2 separate regions of the Mus musculus genome follow, and region 1 is linked to region 2. The links are chromatin contacts, called in public Micro-C maps. All regions are on one chromosome and are shown on one strand. The core of a region is the stretch at or near the end of the contact, and the rest is flanking DNA. Distances in the headings are between cores, read along the strand shown.

The links. Hi-C and Micro-C count contacts between places; a contact is called where the count stands out from the background.
Region 1: a Micro-C map of embryonic stem cells shows a contact between it and region 2, with 2.0 times the contacts expected there. The contact joins the enhancer-like site here to the promoter of Ptpdc1 in region 2. A contact is called at or near these places in 2 of 39 promoter capture datasets (liver and stem cell-derived epiblast-like cells), 1 of 484 Hi-C or Micro-C datasets (embryonic stem cells) and 3 of 115 datasets of contacts at active chromatin or transcription factors (embryonic stem cells and epiblast stem cells).

The regions. Positions count from the first base shown.
Region 1 is chr13:49,014,118-49,018,373 of GRCm38.p6, reverse strand. No RefSeq gene overlaps it. Among named protein-coding and RNA genes, the nearest start is that of Fam120aos, 48 kb to the right of the region's middle. Within about 2 kb of position 2,798, at least 145 of the 459 cell types and tissues checked have an H3K27ac peak or open chromatin away from gene starts, as enhancers often do. A contact at or near this core is called in embryonic stem cells, epiblast stem cells and stem cell-derived epiblast-like cells, where this site is marked.
Region 2 is chr13:48,624,028-48,628,235 of GRCm38.p6, reverse strand. Ptpdc1 (protein tyrosine phosphatase domain containing 1) reads left to right here and starts at 2,564. Exons shown (of 10, transcript NM_207232.2): 1 at 2,564-2,859.

The DNA of each region.
Region 1 (4,256 bases), core at 1,549-4,048, 390 kb before region 2:
CCCTATGTGTGTGCCTGGTATCTGCAGATGCAAGAAAAGGCTATCAGATCCCCTAGATCTGGAGTTACAGTCAGTTGTAAGGTACCATGTAGATGCTGGAAAGTGAATCCAGGTCCTCTAGAACAGTCAGTGCTCTTACCCACTGAGCCATCTCTCCATCACTTTCCTAAATTTTCACAATGAAGAGGTATATGCCTAATTTGAGTGTGTGTGTGTGTGTGTGTGTGTGTGTGTGTGTGTGCATGCGGGAATCAAACTCAAGCATTTGGTGAAGTGACACCATAACCAAGAAAACTCATAAAATGAAGCATTTAATTGGGGATTACTTACAGTGTCATAGGCTTAGTCCGTGACCATCATACACTTGCTGCAGGGAGCAGGGCAGCAGACAGGCAGGCATGGAACTGGAGCAGTAACTGAGACCCTATATTCAGATCCACAGGCAGCAGGCAGAGAGTGAGCCAGATTGGACAAGGTGTGGGTTTTTGAAACCTCAAAGCCCCTCCTACTCCCAGTGACACACCATCTCCAAAAAGGCCATTACCCCTAATCCTTCCCAAACAGTTCCACCAAGTGGGGATCAAATATACGAACATCTGAGCCTATGGAGGACATTCTCATTCGAATCACCACAGGAAGGAAGTACCCCACACTGAAAGACACCCCAGACCATATGTGGTGGTTCAAATATGCTTGGCCCAGGGAGTGGCACTATTTGGAAGTGTGGCCTTATTGGAATAGGTGTGGCCTTGCTGGAGAAAGCATCTTACTGTGGGGGTGAGCAATGAGACCCTCCTCCTACTCATGTGGGAGCCAGTCTTCTCCTAGCAGCCTTCAGTTGAAGATGTAGAACTTTTGGCCCCTCCTACACCATGCCTGCCTAGATGCTGCCATGCTCCCACCTTGAAGATAAGGGACTAAGCCTCTAAACCTATAAGCCAGCCCCAATTAAATGTTATGCTTACAAGAGTTGCATTGGTCATGGTGTCTGTTCATAGCTGTAAAACCCTAACTAAGACGGTATAGTAAAAAGAAATCTTATTTATAGACATTATGTTTTCAGGCCAATTATAGATCCTCAAACTTTTTTTTTTTCTGGTGGGAGAAAAAAAATAATTCTATGCTTAAAGTATATAAATTAGGGGCTGGAGAGATGGCTCTGCGGTTAAGAGCACTGACTGCTCTTCCAGAGGTCCTGAGTTCAAATCCCAGGAACCACATGGTGGCTCACAACCACCCGTAATGAAATCTGATGCCCTCTTCTGGTGTGTCTGAAGACAGCTACAGTGTACTTACATATAATAATAAATAAATCATTTATTTAAAAAGTATAAAAATTAGCTGAGAAATTAGCTAAGCATGTTCATGCTTTTAATCCCAGCTCTCAGGAGGCACAGGTAGCCAGATTTCTGTGAGTTCAGGGCTACATAGTGAGACTGTCTCAAAAAAAAAAAAAAAAAAAAAAAAGGAAAAGAAGAAAGGATAATATTAAAGATAGGTTAATTTAAAAGATAGGTTTTTAGAGTTGAACTAAATGATTATTCATTTTAATGTATACAAGAAGACTCATTCATGAGTTAGCCTCTGCTCCCTTTCTTATTTGTTGCCCCAAATGCAAGCTGTGTAGCTGACACGTGACTTCACAGTTGGTGGCACTTGGAAAAATAAGCCAAGCCTGCTGAGCGATCCAGGCATGACAGCTTCAAGCTGTAAACCATGTATATCCCAGACACAAGAGAACCAGGGCTGCCTCAGGCTCTGAGCTTGCTGACTGAGAGGCCCTCAAGGGTGGTGGGCAGGGAGGGGACTCATGGGTTGAGGCTGCGGGCATCACTAATGCAGCGGCTGGCGTATCCCCAGAAGCGGGGGCAGGGCAGGCACCAAGACTAAGCTGGCCTGGAAACTGGCCCACCAGATGGAAAGCGCGCGTCACACCGCGCCTCTCCCGGACTAAAGGCTCTTTATTCACAAGACAGCCTGGCACTAGGAACACCGTATTCATTTTCTTGTAGCTGCCCCGTCACACGTGCCAAGAGAGAATTCATGTCTCACAGCACGCAGACTGCCATGTCTTCGTGTTTAATTTTCTTCCAAATTCCCTCGCCTCCTGTATCTGGACAGCCAGGAGAGCCCCTGGAGGCGATGCTTTAAGAACGTGCACTTGACAGAGAGACACATTTCCCCTTCGCGTATGAAGGTAGAGTGCTTTGCGTCCTTCCTCTTCAAAGCGGAGATCCATTTCTACAGTGTGCTGTGCCAGCAAAAGCCGCGCTTTTAATACAACGAAATCCCTCCCTCCCCCCCAAAAGCACTCTGAGCTCTGGAAAAAGGAATGATTCTACCACCAGTGAGCCACACAGGCACCGTGTGTTTCACACAGAAGGCTCCAAGGCCTGCAGCACAAATACCACCTCCTTGAGCGTTTCCAGTTAAGGACTCGAACAACTCGAACCCTACGGGCCTCAGCTGCAAAAAAAAAAAAAAAAAAAAAAAAGCAACTGTCTGGGCTGGAGATACAGTTCACCAGTTAGGATGCTTTGCTGTTCTTGTAGTTCTGGGTTTGGGTCCCTGGCATCCACATCTGTAACACACAGCCAATGAACACAAGCACGCACGGAGCCCAGACACAGAGGAACACGTACGTACACAAACAAAAGAATTATTAAAATGACCAACAACATGTGGATGAACAGTGAGAAGATTTCAAGCAGAATAATTTGCATGTAGCTCACAGCTGCTACGTGCAGTACGGTCTGCGGGAAGCCCGGTCCATCCCAGGCAGTGGAACCTCCTGGTGGTGGAGTTTAGAGGGAGAAAGTTAGGTCGTTGAGGGGCGGGCCTTTGAAGGGGATGTTGAGACACTCCTGCACCTCCCCCACTCTCTCCTCAGCTGCCAGAAGGTGAACAGGCCTCCTCTGTGTTACCGGCTAGAGGTCTCGATCAGGTTCATTTTCTATACCAGTTAAAAAACTAGCCGGAAGGAAAAGTGTTAGCGTTTTGTCTAAGCTCCGCCCCACAGTTATCTGGCAACAGCCAGGTGTGCCTGACTCACTATAAAAGGGGCTGCTTGCCCTCTCCTCTCTTTCTTGCTCATGTCTTCTTGCTCCCACTCTGTCCTTTCCCCTTTCCCCTCTCTCCATTCTCTTACCTACCCTTTCTCTCCACGTGCTCATGGCCCGCCTCTTCTCCTCTCCTCCCCTCCCTTCTCCTTCCTTCCTTCCTTCCTTCTCCTCTCCTCCCCTCTCCTCTTTTCTCTTCTCTCTCTCTCTCTCTCTCTCTCTCTCCCCCTCCCTCTCTCCCTCCCTCCCCTTCCCCTCCCTGTCTCTCTCCGTCTGTCTGTCTTTCTCTGTCTCTACTACCCTCTCAACTCCCCTCCCCATGCCCTGAATAAACTCTATACTATACCTTGGTGTGGCTGGTCCCTCAGGGGGAAGGGATGCCTCAGCATGGGTCTGCAGAGGCACCCCCTTCCCCCACACCTGACTACACCTCTCCAAAACATATTCCTTCTCTCTTTATCTTTTTATAAACACAATAGAAAGACCTCAAGTGCAGCAGGTAGCAATGGGGGAAACCTCGGGCACAGCAGAAAGAAGAGGCTCTGCAAAGCGGGGGTGGGGGGTGGGGGTGGGGGCTAGCTTGGGAAGCAGAAGTCCAGTGTCCCGGTGAGGGCTGTGCTTTTCAGGGTCTTCCCTCCCAATTTGGGGTTGGACAAAGACAGGGAGGCTGATAGGCCCACCAGTTTAGGGTAAACACATCCTGGTCTAGCCTTGGACTTGTCAGACCAGTCCACATGGTGGATGGGCAGGGGGCCCTACTAGCAGGGAAAAGCTCTCCAGGCCTTTGTTTGAATCTGCCAGGCTCTTGCCATAGGTCAGGAAGTTGAAGAAGGAGCCTGCCATATTGGAAGCCCACTGTTTTTATTAACTAGTCATGGCCTCTTTTCCTGTCTGTCTGTCTGTCAGGGAATCTGCCTAACTCCAGGGTCTTCAGCCTTCACACATGTCCAAAACCAGCAAAGCCAATCGACTATGAACTGAATCCCTAAAACCACAGGCCCAAATTATCTTTTTTAAGTTCTTTAACCCATGCATTTTTTTGTCACAGCAACAGGAAGTTAACACGCTATTCCCAAAGAGTTAGGTGAACATAAGAAATACTTTTACTTACTTCATTTTAAATTTTTTGATAAAATTTGTAAACCCATAATTTTTAAAAGCCTGGCACACCCCTAAATACAAGAAAAGAGACTGAAA
Region 2 (4,208 bases), core at 1,315-3,814:
AATGTAGCATGAGTATATAATAGGTATTGTTTATTAAAGCATAAACCAGTCCTGCTTCTTATTTAAAAAACCAAACATGGGCACTCTTCTTTCTTGGCTAATAGTAAGAAATGCCAAGTCAATTTGGGAAATATTTGTTTCCCAAACCCCAAATTGATAATTTAATGTAAAAATCTTTCTTGTATTAGTATATTTATATGAGGCCTGCTTACTGGGCTATAAGGTAGTATTTTTTCCCCTATACTGTTTGTTGATCCAGGTTAACTTTAGACAGAGAACTTTGTTAACTGAAAACACAGATTTATATTCCTTATATTTATGTTTGCAGCACTGTACAACTAATTGAAACCAGATCACTCATTTAGTATACCTAAAGCCCTTCTGCCATGCTAGTTTGTCACCATTTACAACTTTCTTTTTTTTTAATTTTTTTATTAGGTATTTTCCTCATTTACATTTCCAATGCTATCCCAAAAGTCCCCCATACCCTCCCCACCACTCCCCTACCCACCTACTCCCCTACCCACCTACTCCCACTTCTTGGCCCTGGCGTTCCCCTGTACTGAAGCATCTAAAGTTTGCAAGACCAATGGGCCTCTCTTTCCAACAATGCCGACTAAGCCATCTTCTGATACATATGCAGCTAGAGACACGAGCTCTGGGGGGTACTGGTTAGTTTATATGAAATTTCTAGGCAAATGGATGGACCTGAGTGAAGTGATCCAATCACAAAAGAACTCACATGATATGTACTGATTGATAAGTGGATATTAGCCAAGAAACTTAGAATGCACAAGATACAAGATACAATTTGCAAAACACATGAAACTCAAGAAGAACGAAGACCAAAGTGTGGACACTTTGCCTCTTCATAGAATTGGGAACAAAACACCATGGAAGGAGTTACAGAGACAAAGTTTGGAGCTGAGACGAAAGGATGGACCATCTAGAGACTGCCATACCTGGGGATCCATCCCATAATCAGCCTCCGAACGCTGACACCATTGCATACATTTACAGCTTTCGATGTCACTTGTATCATCACAAAGCTATTAATGGCATGGACAAAATAGAAAATATATGTAAAGCATCTAGCACAGAGCGCCACAGAATTTGCCTAGCAGTGTCCTGCACTAGAAAGACATTTCTACTGAACTGTATGAGATAACAGGACTTCTAGTAGAGTTTGAAAACATGGACTCAGCAGAGGCTGGTAGATGCTTATCTGGATCCATCCCTCACTTTTTTGGCATGGGATTTCCTTAAGAACAGAAATGTGCCTAGTGAAGACATTTCTCAACTACATGAGGTCATGTTACTGAGTATGTAAGATCTATAATATGATTAAGTTGATGGGTAGGCTTCTAGTAAGATCTTTATTAAAATATTAAATAAGGACATGGTGGATGGTGCTCTGTCTACGATTTTGATCCATGACACAAATTGAAAGGAAACCTGATTTTTTAAGGGTGACATGGCAGAATGTCTGGATCCCTGGGTACAGCTTTAATGAGAAGAAATGCCTGTGAGTTTAGATCAGGATTCTGGAACCTGGAGTTTCTGTTACAAGAGGGCAGAGACCAGTCAGGTCTCTTAATGACAGGGTCCCTGTTCCTGTCCAGACCTGGAGTCACAAGAGGCTAAGATGCTGGCAAGGCTTTGACAAAGAAAGTCTAAGGATTGCAGGAGAACAGAAGGAAGAGACTCTGGTGTTATGGAAAACTGACCAAAGAAGAACCAAACACCACTCTGAGAGTTGGAGAATTCAGATTTATTAGGCTAGCCTACTCCACTGTGGAGAGACATAGTATTTATGGGTTTTTAGCTTTGGTCATCCAACTGCTACAGCACTGGTGTCTTTAAATTACTGCCTTAGTGAACATTTGCTGATGGTCTGTTTCAGAACAACCGAGGGGAAATTTCTACTTGAGTTAAAGTATGCTTACAGAACAAGTGGCAGTTGGGACTTTCGTTAGCAACACGGATCGTTGCTAACAGGTACAGTGGTTTCACCAGATACCTACAGGACCCATACTTATGACAGCACTTGGTCTTCATTTTCCCCCCTCTACATAATTCAACTTTCCCCTACTAGACCAACTCCAGAAATTCATATTTAAACTGTCATAGTGCAAGACAATATTGACTATTAAATATAATAGTTCAAGAATATTAGGGGGGAAATGAAGACATTCGATGCATAATATGGGCTTTTCTTCTTCTTTGGGCGCTGAGACGGAACACGTGGTTCCGTGAGCGAAGCTCCAGAGCAGTCCTCGCTCCTCCTGCGACTCTGCACCGGGGCTCGTGGGGAGTCGGTGCCCCCCACCCCCACCCCCATGCTGCAGGCTGGCAGCCGCGCCCTCTCATGGCCCTGAGGGTCCTCCGGGCTTTCCGCGCACACGCCGTCGGCTCAGCCCGCGACCACTCAAGCCCCAGCTCGGCTTCCCAGCGGCTCCCACATGTTCGAAAACCTTAGAAGCTGTCCGCCGCGTCACGGGCCGCCTCGAGTCTCCATTGGCTGGCGCGTATCACGTGCACCGAGCGGCTCCGGCTATTGGCTGTTGGGTCGGGCGCGCGCAAGGCCGCGGCGGCGACAGGGCGTCCTCGGCGGCCGGGCTGTGGAGTGGCCCGTGCGCGCGCCCGAGGGAGACGTTGTGTAGCGCGCCTGGCGGGGAGTCTCCCTGCTCAGAGGCGCGGCGGGAGGCCGGGCCTGCGGGCAGGCCAGCGCCGCGGAACCCGCCCGAGCAGCGCCCGGGGCCGGCCGGTCCTCTCCGCCCGCGCCTCCCGGCCCTAGACGTGAGACACCGACCCGTCGGCTCCAGGGCTCCGAAGCCGGAGAGCGAAGCGCGCCAAGAGGTTCGGAGTCCGCAGCCAGTTAGGCGCCCGCCGAGCGGTCCCCAGACGGTTGTCCTTACGCGGCGGGTTATCCAGGGAGGCGTTATTTGGAGGCGCATCCCTAGAGGCGGGGCGGGGGACCAGGGCCACCGGGCGCCCCTCTGTCTTGCTCAAGTGCTGCGACACTCGGATTTCTCGGGAGCAGTTGGAGGCTTGCTTGGGTGTTTTAGTTGAAATCTCTTGATTAGAAATATTGACAACTAGTTCTTCATTACAAATAAAGCAGACAAGACAGCCACAAGCAGGTATCAGGCTACCACTTTGGGATCCCTAATTCGGACCTCTTTCTGTCAGTAAACGAGTCACGTGACCTTGACCAAGTCACTTTTTCTCCTGACATGCATTCTCAACGTTGATAATGATGATGATGATGTCGATGTCCCTGCTCTGGGGTGTGTGTGTTTTCTTATATAATAAAGGGTTTGTGGCCTTTCAGAGGACCACACCATAGATACACCCTACCTGTGGTATTAAATTTTAATGGAAAAGAAAATTTAGTAAACAAAGGCCCAGGGAGGAGGGGGGTGGAGCTTGAGAAACAGTGCTTTAGGGAAATAGCTGATCAAATTATTCCAGCAAGGGTTGTCTATGCTAAAAACTGAACACAAGCTATCATTCATTGACTGCGAGCTGAAGGAGCCTGAGAAGCTGTTATCATGGCGGGCACTATTAACCTGTGTGAACATGTATATATCCACCTCCACCTCACCCTCCACCCCCACCCTGCACAGCATAAGCTTTCTTGAGTTTAACAACAAAGTGTCATTCCAGGTTGTTGTTTTGTTTTTGTCTTTCCCTCAGAAAGGAAGGCTTGGGTGATTTGCCACAATCAGAGCTGTTAGTGGAAAGAAATAAAATGTAAACACGCATGTATGACCTCAAACCACTCACTCATCACCATGTGGTTTCTTCCTGTTCAGTTGTAGCGAAACTTCTCGCTACCCAGGAATCCCACCTGTGGCTTTTTAAAAAGTGTGGATACCCAGGTCTTAGAGACAAACTGGGACCAGCATGAAATTTGCTTAAGACCTCATAGACGATTCCCATTTGGAAGTCCGTAGTCCGTCTTAGCAATAACTAATTGCTAACCGGATACCGGTGCCTTCACAGCATTGTGTCCTGGAGACCCAGATTCCCCATCTCAACAGTACTTCATGTCCTTTTAAGGGAGGTTGGGTTTTCATCAGAAAAAAATCCTTTGTTGGTGGAATCCAAGCGAATTGAGAGAACACTACTGAATCTCTCTCTCTCTTTTTATATGATCTTCCTTGACCACTACTGAATACACTTTTTTTTTTAAATCCCAGCAG